Regions from separate parts of the Gossypium hirsutum genome. Here region 1 is linked to region 2. Evidence: chromatin contacts called from public Hi-C data. All regions are on one chromosome and are shown on one strand. The core of a region is the stretch at or near the end of the contact, and the rest is flanking DNA. Distances in the headings are between cores, read along the strand shown. Region 1 has its middle 13 kb from the start of LOC107913218. Region 2 holds the start of LOC107913220 (protein IRX15-LIKE).

Evidence for each region. Hi-C and Micro-C count contacts between places; a contact is called where the count stands out from the background.
Region 1: a contact with region 2 is called in a Hi-C map of leaf, with 3 times the contacts expected there. The contact joins the enhancer-like site here to the promoter of LOC107913220 in region 2. A contact is called at or near these places in 13 of 34 Hi-C or Micro-C datasets (anther, callus, fibers and 3 more).

The regions. Positions count from the first base shown.
Region 1 is chrD11:26,349,077-26,354,335 of Gossypium_hirsutum_v2.1, forward strand. No RefSeq gene overlaps it. Among protein-coding and RNA genes, the nearest start is that of LOC107913218, 13 kb to the left of the region's middle. Within about 2 kb of position 3,120, at least 3 of the 9 cell types and tissues checked have an H3K27ac peak or open chromatin away from gene starts, as enhancers often do. A contact at or near this core is called in leaf, where this site is marked.
Region 2 is chrD11:26,312,689-26,317,591 of Gossypium_hirsutum_v2.1, forward strand. LOC107913220 (protein IRX15-LIKE) reads left to right here and starts at 1,452. Exons shown (of 1, transcript XM_016841741.2): 1 at 1,452-3,140. The coding sequence starts at 1,776. The coding sequence ends at 2,750. LOC121223029 (a long non-coding RNA gene) reads right to left here and starts at 1,231. Exons shown (of 3, transcript XR_005920376.1): 1 at 1,161-1,231; 2 at 884-1,012; 3 at 308-592.

The DNA.
Region 1 (5,259 bases), core at 1,870-4,369, 38 kb after region 2:
TGATTTTAATTGTCGTGCATTGCTTCGAGTGATTGGACCACTAGGAAAAACAACCCCTTGAGTGTCACCTCCTTGACTCGTATCAACTTATAACTTTAGTTCCTTTTAGTGGAAGAATGTCAAGTGTGATCAAACTTAATCCACAACTTCAATTATTTTCTCATGTTATATAAATTATCTCAAATTTTGAGTATTTTATTACAATTATTCAATTTTAAATTTTTTATATAAATTTTAAATTTAAATTATTACAAATTAATATAGAGAAAACTTTGATATAATTTCTCAGGATATTCTAGTCTATATATAAAGTGAACACTAAGCACACTCTAAATGCTAAGAATGTAGGGTAAATTTACTGGACATCACTCAACTCTGGGTCATTTTCTTTTTTAGTCACTTAATTATGATTTTTTTTAAAATTGATCACCTAATTAATTGAGATTATTATTTTTATCCATTTCCATTAATTGCATTAACGGGAGGTGACATGGCAGTTGAAACTTTAATGTAATAAATTTATCCCTTAATTTTTACATATTATATTGATTTAGTCAATTGTTTTAAAAGTTAACCTTAAGAAATTTACAAATGATCTTAATTTGATCCTAATTCTAAAAAATTTAAAGAAATATATAAAAATACATAAATATTTTCAAAACAACAATGATAAATTTTAGAAAATATAAAAATAAAAAATATTGTTGAAAAAAATAATATATAAAATTTTAAAATATAAAAAACACACAAATAATTTTTAAAAAACAATAATTTTGAATTTTATATTAATATTAAATAAAAATAATTATTTTTATTTTTATTTTTATTTTAAAAAACCCAAACCCCCTCCGCCTCCATCTCTCACATTTTGGATAATTTAATTTTAATATATACATTTTGTATATATTTTAATTTTAAATAATAATTTTGGATAATTTTAATTTTGTTCAGTTCTTTTTTTTTGGTTTGTTCATATCTTTATGGTATACTGCAATTGACTGGCTAATCATGTAATTGCAGAAAGTGCTAGACTGCTTGATGGGCTGAGACTACCATAAGAAGATTGCCACACGGAATGAATCAAACTCACTAGAACGTTCAGCATCATATCATGTGTTTTTCTTGCCGCATGCTTCTTTCCTTGCCAATAAACACGGGGGACGGTGGTCGGGGGGTTTAATTTAATATAAATATAAATATAAATCTAATTTCAAAGTCAACTAAAGGTGATTTTGGATGGGCGATGCGTTTACCCGCGGTTAGTATAAAAACAGCGGTGGCGGTGAAATTAGACACTATAGCGATACTGTAGCGTGAGACAAAAAGTAAACTAAACGCACCGCATCGCACTTAATCGTCCATCCAAACCCACCCTAAGAAATAAAAGTAGTAGTTGCACTTGTAAGCACTTCACATGCACCAATAGGTCGACCAAGCTAGTTTACACTTGAATTTGACTAGAAAAAGATAAATGATGATAAACATAATACAGAAATAGAAAAAATATTATCAAGGTCTCTATTTTAAGAGTTAAATTTTATTTTATCTCTTCTATTTAAAAAAGAGATAAATTAATTTCTATATGTTAAATAAAAAATTAAATCGATTCTTTTAGTTAAAAATTAGTATGATTGACGGAATAACTAGACAATGACACAAAATGTATCATTTGTACATCATACTGATATATCAATTTTTTGAATAAAAAAAGACAAAATTACAAATCATTTTTAGGATGATTTTTTGAAGAGATACACTAACACTGCTCAATTGATCATTTTTAGTAACATAGACTAGTGGGGTTTAAATAATAAAAACAAATCATTCTTTTATATTCAATTGGTTAGGATGAGTACAACATTTATTTAACAAATTTCACTTCAAGAAATTATCATTAACGGTCAGGTCAAATTATTATCTCATCAATTTTTTAATAAATAGATTTGATCCTTACGTTCATTCAATCACATCAATTTCACCATCTGTATAGCTTCCTACCAATTTATTCCATTCTGCTTGGTATGTTGGATTCAACATCAAAAAATATTTACATTTGATTTTATCTTTTATAAAAAAGTTTTACTTAATACGAAAGAAACAAAAATATATAAAAAAATTATTTATATTATAGGTTCTGATCATATTAAATTATAAGATGTAATGTTTAGAACTACTCATAGCTAGAGCTAATTCATATCTGTTATTTTTGATGCAATGTTTAAAACTATTCATAGCTAGAATTGATTTTGGGCCGAGTCAGGTCTCAACCAAATTTTAAGGTTATTTTTAGGCCTAGACTCGGTCCGACCCAAAAAATAGACTTAAAACTTTGTCTAGGCCCGACCCGAATTATAGAAGCCAAACCTTAGCCCGTATTAATTTTTTTAAATTATTTTATTATATACAACAAATTTTAAAAAATATATAATATATCAAAAACACTTAAAAAATTTAAAACAAATATTAAAACAACAAACAAATTGAAAATACATAAAAAAATACTTATACTAAGATAGTTGTAATAGAAATAGTAGCAAGATTACCAATACAACATAAGTCCTACAATATTCAAATGATATTAAAAATGACACCGAAATGAAATTAAAAACAACAACGTAACAATAGTAAAAACGCACAAAAAAACAACACCCAAACAACAAAAAAACAAAAAAAATAAAAGCAAAAATAGCACCAAAAATGATAGAAATTTTTTATTAAAAATAGTTATTTTATTTAGGCCCGAACTAAAAAAAATTTTATCCAAGGCCTGACCCATTTAGAAAATGGATATTATTTTTTGTTTAAACCTAATTTTAAATTTATCTAAACCTTCTAATTTTTCAAATCGGACAACCTAGTCCATAATCAGTCTACCTATAAATCCTCTCTAATCTATAAATTGTCTATTATCTATAATCTCCAATCCTTGAATTACGCATATTCACTTATTTTTTAAAATTATTGTAATAATAATATAATTTTAAATAGAAATGGGAAATAAAATTATGATTAGATATGGGAAGTTTGTGTCCGTGATTGAAGAAAATATAATTGAGGTTGAACAGAGGCACGTGGGGATATATAGACAAAGAACAGGAGTGCGGCTTCCATGAAGCAGAGCCGACTGCCAAAAGTCAAAGACGGAAAGGCAGCATCGACCAAAGCCAAAGAGAAGGCGTGCTCCTTTCACCTGCCCAATTTCTTGACTTTCTCATCCACACATTTCTTAATTCTAATATATTTTAGTATCAAAATTTGATTTTGTTTCCCTTATAAATATAAATTTAAACTCCATAGGATAGTTTGATGGTTAAACGTATTCATTATTTTAGATGTGATTTGAATTTGAGTCATATTAATCAAGCTCGATCTTATTGTAATTCACCAAAAACAGAAGAGTTAATCAAAATTCGTAAACATAAAGAGTGGCCATGAATCTGGATTTGATTGATGTGTATATAATATCCTATTGCAAATGGATCAGCAAAGATTTAAAATGTGTAGTTTTGGTTTGAAATGTCGAAAGAAAGAGAGTAGGATAGTTTGGACTTTTAGAAACAAAAGTTGGAATTAGAGTGAAAAAAGGAAGAATTCAAGAACTTTCAGTTAAAGTTAGGTGGATGTTTCAAATGCAAATCGAATAAAATACCTTGATTGCTTCTTCTAACTTAGAACCAAAGACGAGGTCACCATTTTTTCATAATAAAAAAAACAACACATAATAATAAACCACTAATACATCTCCTTATACTATATTTGCTATAAAACAATTAAGTTACACAAATTTGGGGATAGACTTTGGTGGTGATTTACATAGTTGAAAGCTATTAAAATGGAGGTTTAGGAGTGTAGTGATGGCTATGGTTGATTTCTTTTTTTCCGTTTTTCTCACCATTTCTCTTGATATTTATATAAGAATAAGGGTTTGGAGTGTGTTCCTCGTTACATGAGTGCTTCTTTAGTAGAGTTCAATTTAGACTTAGATTAGAGTATGATCTAAATGCATTGCGATATAAAGTTGGCGTGCTTGGCAAGTTGGAAAAAATTAATGAAATTGGATCTAACATCAGGGGCGGAGCCAAGGGGGCTGGTAGGGGGTCCAGTCTCCCCTAAAATAAAAAAATTTTCATTTAAGCCCCTTTATGATTTATAAAATTTTAAATTGATAATGGTAAAATTGTACTTAGACCCCTCCAAAAATGGTAAAAATTTAATTTAATCCTTTTAAAATTATAAAGATATATACTATTAAAATGGTGAAATTACATTTTTTACTATTGTAAAAATATATAATTTAATTCTGATCCCCTAAAATTATTTTTGACTTCGCCCCTACTAACAGTTGTCCTTGATGGCATTATAGTGATGTCTATTATAGTGTAGGGTGTTAAGGTACGTGGTATAACAATCCATATTGATTTATAAATGTTAAACCTTAAATCTAAATTTTAATTATTCAAATAAAAAATTTAAATGAAAAATATTTTTCAAAATAAATCACTTTAAGTTAATAAATTTTAAAATTTTAAAATCCAAATTCAAATACAAATTTAACTTTTTAAGTGATAAAAAAAAGGTTGTATGCAATAATATTGTAATTTCATTTGTAAAATTATGAAAACAAAACATTATTATATAAAAAAACTTAAATATTAAAAACTCTCTTAAAACAATTAAAAATAATTAAGTTTCTAATATAAGATCACACTCATTTGCGGTGTTTTAATTGAAAACTAACAATCAATTAAGCCTTTAAACGTATGTTACCATTGAAGCTCCAACAAAAGATACATGGCAGATGAGGATGACTTTTTATTGGGGACTTAATTGACTTTTCAATTATTTTATGAGGTTTTTTTTTAAATATCTAAGTTAAAAATTATTTAAAAATATAAAAATTATTTTAAATTTAAGCTATATATCAATTTTTTTAATATTATAAAAAATTACACTAATTTCTAAAAAAAAATTGTGAAAATTTTCAAAACATTCTAATTTTTCAAATGCGAAGAAAATTCCAAAATGTTCTAAAATTTCTAAAATAAAAATGAAAAACTTTTAAAAATAAAATTAAAAAACCAATCAATAATAAAACCTTTATGAGAATTTCATTAAACTATGCATGAAAAAAATCTTAACTTTTTTCTAAGAACTAAACTGCTCCTTTCTTTGGAGAGCACTCTCGAAAATTTGGCCCTTCCTCTGTGAGAACACTCTCTCGTCTGTAGGTAATGGTAATACCATAAAGTGTTGGAAGGA
Region 2 (4,903 bases), core at 202-2,701:
GCCGCCCCTTTGGCTAAAAAAGCACAAGAGAGGGGATTTTATCTTTGTTGATTTTTCTTTTTAGAAATCTGTTCAGTTTTGTCACTTGAAAACGATGGTGTGAAGCTTTATGTTGTTTAACCACTGGCATATGAGAAAAAAGCCTGGTGAAACCCAGGAGGCCCATACCCTACTTAATTTTTTTAGGGCTTCATTTTTTGTATTTGCAACCCAAATGATAAAAGATGAGTTTACTGCAATTTTAACCTCTCTACTGTTGAAAATATAATATTTTAGTTCTTGCACCTTAATTTTGAATGATAACTAACATAGCATTAAATTTAAAAAAGAAAACTTAAACAACCATTTAATCTAATACTATCATTCTATCAACAACAAACAAACTAATGTGCAAAATCCAATGCGACTAAAATAAAATTTTATAGAGGGCTAAGCTTTAACCGACAAGTGTAGAAGCATAAAGTAAGATCGTCTGACATTACCTTTTTTGGGCCAATGTAAGGATTGTCATCATTTCCTTGTACCGTAATAACCTTGTTTTGCAACTAGATGTAATCATGAGTAAGGTTATTCGATCTGGCCCAAGACCTACCTGAAAAATGGGAGGATTTAGGTAAAAATATAGGCACGAAATATAGGTTTTGGCAAAAAAATGAGGTCCAGTGCTTGGGTAAAATTTTTTTAGCCCAAGCCCAGCACGGCCTAGCCCGAATTATATATTAAGCTTAGCAATTTTTTCTCGGTCCAGACTTAGACAAATTTTTAGACCCATATTTCAGACTAAACCCGGGCTTAAAAACGGGCCTAAAATTTTGTCTGGGACCGGCCCAACTCGGCCATGATCACCTGTATTTGCAACGAGTAATGCTATTGATTATATTACCTTGCTGTTCAAGTCATTTTTTAATCTATTCTGTTCATAGCTGTTGAACCACTGAGATCACTGATTCAAATGTATAATTGCACGATCCCATGCCTCTCCAATAAAAAAAGGGACTTACACACAACTTTCCTGCAAATACAAATTCCTAATGAACATGATTCCTTAGATCAGTTGAACTTGTTATGAAAAATATGGGTTTTTGGGTTATACATTGTTCAAATATAACTATAAACCAGACTATCAGTTAATTTAAAGGAATATAAAAGAACCTGCATACTTAGTCTGTGACTCTGTTCATCCCAAACCCTGGTTTCTGCAAATGGGAAATTTGAAGCAGGTGAATTGTCACCTTCAGATGGAAACTCATTATTTAAGAAATGGTATATATAAATGTATAAAAAAAAAGTTACTTGAGAATAAAACCTGAAATTGATGAAGGAAAAGAGACATTTGGCTTGTAATTAGTTATCGGGTCACTACAATATCATATTCCCCATCTACTTTCCTTTTGCCCCTCACCAGCCCCCGGTCTTCAACAACCCCTCTTCTCCTCTGTTTCTTTCATACCACTTCTAATTTTGGATAACCCATTTTCACCATTCTTTCACCCCAATTAATCATCACTTCCATGTTAGTTTTGCAGTGAAAACAAAGCCAACCTACTTTTCAAAACCCCAAAAGCATAAAAAGGAAATACTTAAATGGTTTTCCATGTGGTTTAATTTGGTTTTCTAGAATATTATTAGGTTGTCTTTAATGTAATTTAACGTAATGTCACTTCATGTTTGCCTAATCCTATATTGTTTCAACCTTCTTTAAATCAAACCCCATTTTCTCTGATTCTCTCACCAGTCAAAACATTGTTCTCCACGATTGCAAAAGCAAAAAAAAAATGAAGAACAGTAACAGTAATACCAAGCTAATCCTCCTCCATCCTTATATCCAAAAACAAGGCAGCTCTAGCAGATTATGGCTTCTTGCCTTCATTTCCTTTTTCACTATTGCCTTCCTTTTAACTCTCATATACACCCGAGAGTCTGTTTCCGGTAGAACTACAGCAGCCGTAAGGACAACCGTGAGAGGCCCCGGCTCATCTGTGTCCGCCTTTGGTGGTGGTGGTGGTGGTGGTGGTGCACTATTGCCCACCACCGTCATCAACACCCTTCTCCATTATGCTTCGAGATCCAACGACAGTTTCCACATGACATATGCGGAGCTGAAGCCGATCTCTGATGTCCTACGTAAATGTTCCTCCCCATGCAACTTCCTCGTTTTCGGTCTAACACAAGAAACCCTCCTGTGGAAAGCACTGAACCACAATGGCCGCACCGTTTTCATCGACGAAAACCGGTACTACGCGGCCTATTTCGAAGAGTTGCACCCCGAAATCGACGCTTACGACGTCCAATACACGACCAAGGCAAGCGAAACGAGAGAGCTCATAGCATCTGCTAAAGCACAGATCCGGAACGAATGTAGGCCGGTCCAAAACCTGCTGTTCTCAGATTGTAAGCTGGGAATCAATGATTTGCCGAACCATGTTTACGAAGTGGATTGGGACTTGATATTGATCGACGGGCCAAGAGGCGAAGGAGACGAAGGCCCTGGAAGGATGCAACCGATCTTCACGTCGGGGGTGCTTGCAAGAAGCAAGAAAGGGGGCAATCCCAAGACGCATATATTTGTTCATGATTATTATAGAGATGTGGAGAAGATGTCTGGGGATGAGTTTTTGTGCAAGGAAAACTTGGTGGAATTGAACGGAGTTCTAGCACATTTCGTGGTGGAAAGAATGGAAGAGAATAGCTACCAATACTGTCGCAACAAGAACATCAATACATCAAGGAAAGCTTCATCTTCATCTTAGTTCATGAATGTGATGATCATAAATACATAACAGTCCCAAGCCAAGGTGTCAAAAATGGTATAAAGGGAGGTGAATACGGATTATTTATCATCATTTGGAAACATTTTATAGATGGATCTTTTCTTTGTTGGGGATGGTGTTCGTGTAAAAAATAATTTTGTATTTGGCAATGAAAATTGTAAGCTCATAGAATCAGAAGATCCAGAACTTACCAAAAAAAAGAAAAAAAGAGACTTTCATAATTAGGCTTTGTATATTGGTATAGTATGGTGATGATAAAAGGTGAAAAAAAGAACACCAAGATGGATAATGTACGATGAAAACTTACTATGAAAAATTATGGTTTGAAATTGTGAAAAGTTAGCAAATATAAAGTTGTATTTAATGTGATGTCACCTCATGTCAGCTAATCTTTTAATAAGTTGTTGCAAAATATCTATATTTGATACCCAATGAATCCAACAAAGTTACCATATTATAAATTCATTGATATTTTATTTTTTGCCAAAATATTACCTAATTCATTAATAATATAGTACGATTAATATAGTAAATATAAGTTCATATTTGTTTATTGATAATTAATTTCATTGATAGGTTCACTCTCTGTTTGAGAGTGAGTGTTCAATCGAATCAAATTGAATGAAAAATTTTGAGTTGATGAATCATATTTTATCATCTTAATTTGATTTAAAATTTTTTAGAATTGAGTCGAGTGAGATGGAATTCGAATCGAATCAAACCTAATATATTTGTTCGAATTAAATTAAAAGAATGACTTTGGGTCATTTTAGCCATTGTCATATACCATAATCAAATTTGTTATTAACTTCCATTCCCTCATAATTTATTTATTAATCTTTTATATATGTGTTAGCTTATTTGTTTGCTTAATTACTTCAATTATCTTCTGATTTTTATCACAATCTATTTTAAAATTAAAAATATATATATATTAAAAGTAAAAAAAATGTGATTTTTTTTTTATTAAAAGTAAGGGTAGAGAATTAAAGCATGGCAACCCAGTTTACATCCATTCCCATAATCGGTATGTAATTAATCTCCATTATCTTTCAATTAATCCATCTTTGTTATCTTTCAAGGCGCAGTTCGGGTTTTTTTTTTTTTTACTTTTGTAATATATTATATTATGTAATTTATAATAAAAAATTAAATCTATAATAAGATATAAGAGTGAGTATTTCGTATATTGATAGTGTATATTTTTTATTTTATAAGCAATTTTCATTAACATGTATTTTTTAAAATATTTATTTTTTAATATTTTATTATATCTCTGTAGGATACTTGTCAACATCTTGATCTTATTTGTAGAGTCTAAAAACTCTACTGATAGTGTACTAAATAAGTTTCCAATATTTAATATTGTAATGTAACATTAAAAAACTGCTAAGTTGCCTATATATAAAATTGGCTTAACTTATAAATTAGTATTTAAACTATACTTTTTTTTGGTACATAATTTTTTTGTCACAAGTAACATCTAAACTATTTTTTTTCCCAAGTTGGTACTTCTGTTAATCAAACAGTTACGTCTATTTTTAGAAAAAAGCTAAACCCACAAAATTGGTACCTAAGTTATGTCATTTTTTTTCATTTTGGTACATATATATTTTCTTTTGTTACAAATGGTACCTAAACTATTTTTTTTCCAAGTTGATACCTCTCTCGTTAGTCAAACCGTTAAGTTCATTTAAAAATAGATAACCAATAAAAAAAGTGTCATGTAACAAAAAAGACAAAAAGTATTTTGTTCTTTATATATTTTTTAACAATTATTTAAAAAACCGTAAAATAAAAATTTCAAAAAAATTGAAATAATTGGTTGAACTGGTTCAACAGTTTTTTAGCTTAGTTTAACTTATTTGTATTGAATTGTGAGTCAATCGGTTCAACCTCTATCTTTGAACCAATTTTCGGCCCAACCGGTTGATCCAATCTGATTCTAAAAATATTGGTTTTGTTTAGCGAAAGAACTTTTTCGATCCCATTAAGTTGAGCAAGTAGGCGGTAAAGTTTGAAAATAGAATTAATCGCCAATGTCTCGACCTCGAGGGGGCCAATTTTAAACGTTACTTAACATGTCTAGACATTATGAAAAAGAAGAAAGAAAAAATGTAAAGGAAAATAAA